2 separate regions of the Mus musculus genome follow, and region 1 is linked to region 2. A link is a contact called in public HiChIP or PLAC-seq data. All regions are on one chromosome and are shown on one strand. Each heading gives the region's core, a stretch centred on a gene start, on an enhancer-like site or on the middle of the called end of the contact. The rest is flanking DNA. Distances are from core to core; before and after follow the strand shown. Region 1 overlaps Lmcd1 (LIM and cysteine-rich domains 1). Region 2 holds the start of 1700054K19Rik (RIKEN cDNA 1700054K19 gene).

Evidence for each region. HiChIP or PLAC-seq counts read pairs in DNA pulled down with a chosen protein or histone mark.
Region 1: a contact with region 2 is called in an H3K27ac HiChIP or PLAC-seq map of heart atrium, with 9 read pairs. The contact joins the enhancer-like site here to the promoter of 1700054K19Rik in region 2. A contact is called at or near these places in 4 of 484 Hi-C or Micro-C datasets (liver, uterus and ventricular fibroblasts), 8 of 115 datasets of contacts at active chromatin or transcription factors (T-cell acute lymphoblastic leukemia, cardiomyocytes, embryonic fibroblasts and 3 more) and 1 of 9 other capture datasets (embryonic stem cells).

Annotation. Positions count from the first base shown.
Region 1 is chr6:112,326,640-112,329,339 of GRCm38.p6, forward strand. Lmcd1 (LIM and cysteine-rich domains 1) reads left to right here. Exons shown (of 6, transcript NM_144799.2): 5 at 2,024-2,239. Among named protein-coding and RNA genes, the nearest start is that of 5031434C07Rik, 38 kb to the left of the region's middle. Within about 2 kb of position 1,427, at least 7 of the 459 cell types and tissues checked have an H3K27ac peak or open chromatin away from gene starts, as enhancers often do.
Region 2 is chr6:112,209,296-112,211,995 of GRCm38.p6, forward strand. It overlaps 1700054K19Rik (RIKEN cDNA 1700054K19 gene), which reads left to right and starts at 1,413. Exons shown (of 3, transcript NR_027865.1): 1 at 1,413-1,469; 2 at 2,223-2,287.

The sequences.
Region 1 (2,700 bases), core at 177-2,676, 120 kb after region 2:
TCAGGAGAGTTTATGTTGTAAAACTGTCAAAATTCCATTCCTGAGGAGATAAACAAACAAACAAACAAACAAAATGCATTTATAAAGGGAAAGAGGTATGAAAGGATGGATACATGGATGGATGATGGATGGATGGATAGATGGATGGATGGATGGATGGATGGATGGATGGATGGATGGATGGATGGGTGGGTGGATGGATGGATGGATGGAGAAATAGGTGGATTGGTGAATAGATAGATAGGTGTATAGATTGATATATGAGTGGACAGATAGGTGGGTAAATGGATGCGTAGTTTTGTGGGTAGGTGGGTGAGTGGAAAAATAGACAGATAGATAGGTTGATGGATAGATGAATGGCTACATAAGAAGAAAGCTGTGTAACACTCATAAATCCAGGAGATTTGTCAACCAGTGGTTCTGAAAATACCTGTGAGGTCAAGGTCTCATAAAGATTCCATATATTGTATGTAGCTACTTGAACCCTGGAAGAATAGCAGGCTCTTTAGAAGAGGGCAAGGACTAAGCTTCTGGGAAAGAGAAAAAAGAAAGAAATCTTCATTGTGATAAGCCTGACAACCAAGTGTAAATGGGGTTCAAGGTCAAGGATGTTGACCTTGGTCAACAATCTTCCTTAGGAGACATAATGACAGCAAATGCCCCTGGTAGCAGGTAAGGAAAACAGTGATGACCTCTGGAGTCCCCATCTCAGTCTTAGCCCATAATGGTGACATCAGGAAGATTCTAACTGGCATACATTTTACCAAGTATGTGACCATGACTACCCCAAACTGTCTGGGACTCCCAGAAACCCATTCCCTCAAAGAGGAGCCCACAAAAGCAGAGGACTAAGGATGGGGACCTGGGTGTGTACCAAAATAGAGGAAGGAGGATCACGTGACTTCTGAGGATACCTGAATGAGGTCCCTCGGTGACTTACTACTACTGGCTCATGGGCAAATACAAGTCATTAAGAACAGAGAAAATGGTACATGGTGTGTGTGGATTCCCTTTTTTCCCCTATAAATCTTAAATGATTCAAGAATAAAAAACTGATCAGAAGACAATACAGGGCAAGAAATCTATTTAAATTAGGCAAAAGGAAGGATTCCTATGGCTTAGTACTGTATGCGGACAGGATTTGTTTATATTTTCTTAAGGGGACACACAAGTACCGCAGCACACATGTGGAGTTCAGGGGACAATTTGCTAGACTCAGTTCTTTCTGTCCACTGTGTAGGCTGCAGGGGTCAAACACAGGTCATCAGCCTTGGCACAAGCACCCTTACCCATTAAACCATCTCAGGTCCCTGACTAACTTCTGCGAAACTGACGCTGGTTGGATTTTGATGTAGAGTCAAAGACGCATATCCTGTTTTCTTGGCCGGCTATTAAAATACTCCTCCCTTCCTAGTTCAACTTATCAGCTGGAGGCCAGAGTTCCTCCACAGATTTCACCCAAATTGGCACCAGGCAAAATACAGACAGACCAATGGTTAAGAGACTCCAGCTGGCCTAAGTGAGTCATTTAAAAGATTTTCAAACTGTATAGTTTGAAATCGAGTATTTTGGATTGTTCTTCTCACTAATTTTTGTTTGTCTGTTTTAGAAAATACAGTTGTTTTCGGGCACAAAGCACATCTGTTAACACACCATATAAGCTTATGCCTATGATTATGAGGGGGTCAGTAATTTAAACATCTATAGTTTTCATTTCTCCTAAGGTGGACTATCAATTCCTGTTTTTCACATCAACAAAAACGTTGTAGAGCTCCTGGTAACCATGAGTACCTAAACAGTGAGGAGACTAGTGAAGTTGAGAATCTCGGGGACAGAGATGCTACTATATTTAGTCCTCACAAGACAGACAACACGTTTATCCCGCTTTACAGGTAGCCAAACCAAGGAGCAGAGAGGTCTTTTAACTTGCCCAGCACTATACAGAAAGTAGAAAAGGTGGGACTGGAATTTTTAAACCCACATCACATTGCCCCTCTCTCTCTCTCTCTCATATCCCTTCCAGGTCTGTGAGCTCTGCAAGGGAGCAGCCCCAGTTGACAGCCCTGTGGTCTACGCTGACAGGGCTGGATACAGCAAACAGTGGCACCCCACGTGCTTTCAGTGTATCAAGTGCTCAGAGCCACTGGTGGACCTCATCTACTTCTGGAAGGATGGTGCACCCTGGTGTGGCCGCCACTACTGTGAGAGTGTGCGGCCCCGGTGCTCAGGCTGTGATGAGGTGAGACTGGTAGGCTGATGGCCCTGTTATATAGTGCAAATCCCAAGGCCAACTGCTGTGGCTTTGCTGATGATGTATTCTTCATTTGAGAAAATTGGGCTGGGCCTCACTGGGTACTCTAACCCTCTATTTTCTCATCTATAAAATGGACCTGAGCTAAGAAAAAAAAATGGTGACATACGTTGCTTATAACCCAAGAACTTTGGAGGTTGCATGTAGGAGGACCACCCTGATAGCTCAGCTAGTAAAATGCTTGCCCTGCAGGTATGAAGACTTGAGTTTGAATCCTTAGACATCAGTATTGTAAAAATAAAAAAAATAAAAGAAGAAAGAGAGAGAGAGAGAGAGAGAGAGAGAGAGAGAGACAGAGAGACAGAGAGACAGAGACAGAGGCAGAGAGGCAGAGAGAGAGAGAAAACCAGCCAGGTAGTGTGGAGAGGAGGTACAGAGAGATTATATAA
Region 2 (2,700 bases), core at 163-2,662:
CTTGGTCAGTCATCTATGCTCTGTATGATATGTTCTGTGTGTTTTGTCTGATCCAGGAAGTAAGCAAAAATGAGGGTACAAAGAAAACACGGAAAGACATGGAATGTCTAGCTAGGGCCACACTTGCCCACTGAGGTGCAGGGAGAGGAAGAACAGCAGTGGTGTAAAGTGACAGCAGGATCCTACCTCTAGTATCCTCACTCGTGCAGGCAAACACTCTTGGGGAGACCCCAAAATGGCCAGGATGTGAGGCCAATGCTTGTTCTGACCCTGCTCCTGTAACAGAGAAGACCTTATGATACAGACTTGAGCTCCATCCCAGAGATAGCTGGCGGAGTGCAGAAGAGAGTCCAGGAGAAGTGACATGAAAAGTCACATCATGGCATTTAAAAGATTAATTCAAGGCCACTTAGAGAAATGACTGCCGAGCAACCAGAATGGTGACAGCTGAGACCTGGGCACAGGGATATGGAAATCCCACAGGATTTGGGGATCCTAGTGCTCTGGGAAACTGCGACATCAGGAGAGGTTAGAAAGGTATTGAAGGGCAGGCTAGCCCCAGTGCCAGGAGCCATTAGGCGATGTGGCTAGTCTAGACCAAGATGTGTGCCAAGTGTAAAACGCCTTCCAGATTTTGGAGACTCAGTGGGAAGAGAGAAAGTTAAATATTTTTATATTGTTTGCCTGTAGAGATGATAATATTTGGGATATATTTAGCTCAATAAAATATACTGTTAAAATTAATGTCACCTGTTTGTTTTTACTATGTGAAAGTGGCTACCAGTTGATGGCTGGTATTTGGTCTCCACAGGCCACACTGGGCCTATTGGTGGCAGGGGTTGGGGGAGCATCCAGTGAGACCATAAAGGGATGAAGGCTTAGCCTGGGATAAGAGAGACACCAGACTTTCTGCCCAGAGGAGGGTTTAGGAAGAGGGAGCTGGGGTTAAGGAAGGATATTTCAAGCCAGTGGAACTTTCTAAATCAGAAACAGGGCAGGAAGGTGAGTGAGCTCTTCAGAAGAGAAAAACATCCAGCAGGTCAAACTTGCATTGCTGCACAGTGAACAAAATCCAACAAAACCAAACCACGGGATCCCATTACATCCCTCTGTGGCTCATCCCTACTTCTCTACCCCCTACCCCCGCCCTCCTCACCACCAGTTAATCACAGAACCTAGCCTTCCTGCAGGATGTAAAACACAAAGCCAGAAAGATCACTTTCAGGGCACAGGAAAGTAAAGAGGAAGTGCTCAGGAGAAGGCTTTGCTCCTCTTGTTAAAGAGCCAAGAGAAAAACTGAAGCCCATGGGCCCACAGGCAGCAATTCCCAACAGTGTGGTCCTTTGTGCCTTCCTTCAAGCCGGCTGACAGGAAGGGCTGTTACCATGGAAATGGTCCCAGCCAGGAAGCACAGTGGAGCAAACACAGACAGTCTCAGGGCTTGCTCTGTCCACAGAGCCGACCAGTTGGTAAATATTACACCAGGCGCATACCAGAGACACAGAGCAAACAGTTTGTCATCTGGGAGCTGCACTGGCCTGGCTCCAGGGGGAGTGTTACGCTGGGAAAGTGCAACGCTTGGATCCCATATTACCAGGGCATTGCCCAATGGGAGAGAGAGCCATCGTAAGATGTAGGGGGAGGACTGTATTATACTTGTGCTCTCATAGTATGTAACCTTGTAGGCACTGGTACCTGAAGAGACATTAAGTCATTCTGACAAAGAAACAGGAAGTCGGTACCTTTCTGTTCAGTTTACTTACCTTCACCAGCGTTGGATGCCCTTGAGAGAGCCCAGGTTCAGCTCCCAGCACCCACTGGCAGTTCCCAGCAGTCTTTAACTCTAGTTCCAGGGTATTTGATGCCCTCTTCTGGTCTCAATGGAGTACTGCATATACATGATGCAAGTTTATACATGTAGGTAAAATACTCATATGTGTAAATTCATATATATATGTATATATATATATATGATATATATGATATATATATCATCTTTTAATAAACCCATCTTGTATACATCACAGGGTCAATGTGAGCATTTAACAGCTAAGGAATGAAATTAATATGATCCGATATACAGTAGGTGCTCGGTGAACATTACTTTCACTTTCTACTGCAGTAAACCCACATGTGCAGTACTTCCCTTCTGCACACAAGTATAGAACACCATCTTGCTTACTATTCATTGCTCTTAACTGCTCTTAACCTATTTTTCACAGTGCTTGGAATTGAATCTGCAGCTTCAAGCTGAGTCATGCTGTCTGCCCATGCGCTCTCATTTCAGGTAATACTACATCTCATGAAGAAAATCAAAGCTACCCTGACTTCCCCAGCACAGATGACTGGTTAAACTACCAGCTGATAAACCACTCCCCCCCCTTAAGCCACATCTTCTGCGTCCTCTGCCTATAGAATTGACAGTCTAGGTATAGACATGCCAGTCACTGGGGTTCCTCTAGCCAGAAGTCACTGCTCTAGTCTGGCAAGGTGTCCTTTGTTCTTGGAAAGTTTAATATCCAATGCCATAGGTATCAAAATATGTCCTCCTGACCCCTAGCCTGAGGTGACTAATACAAAAGCAGGTTCCTGGGCCTAGTTCTAAATCGGCTCAATCAGATCATCAGGGGACAGAGGCCAGGCACCTACATCTTCAGTGTCATTTTCAGAAGATATCTATGCCCAGACTTTCAAGAACTC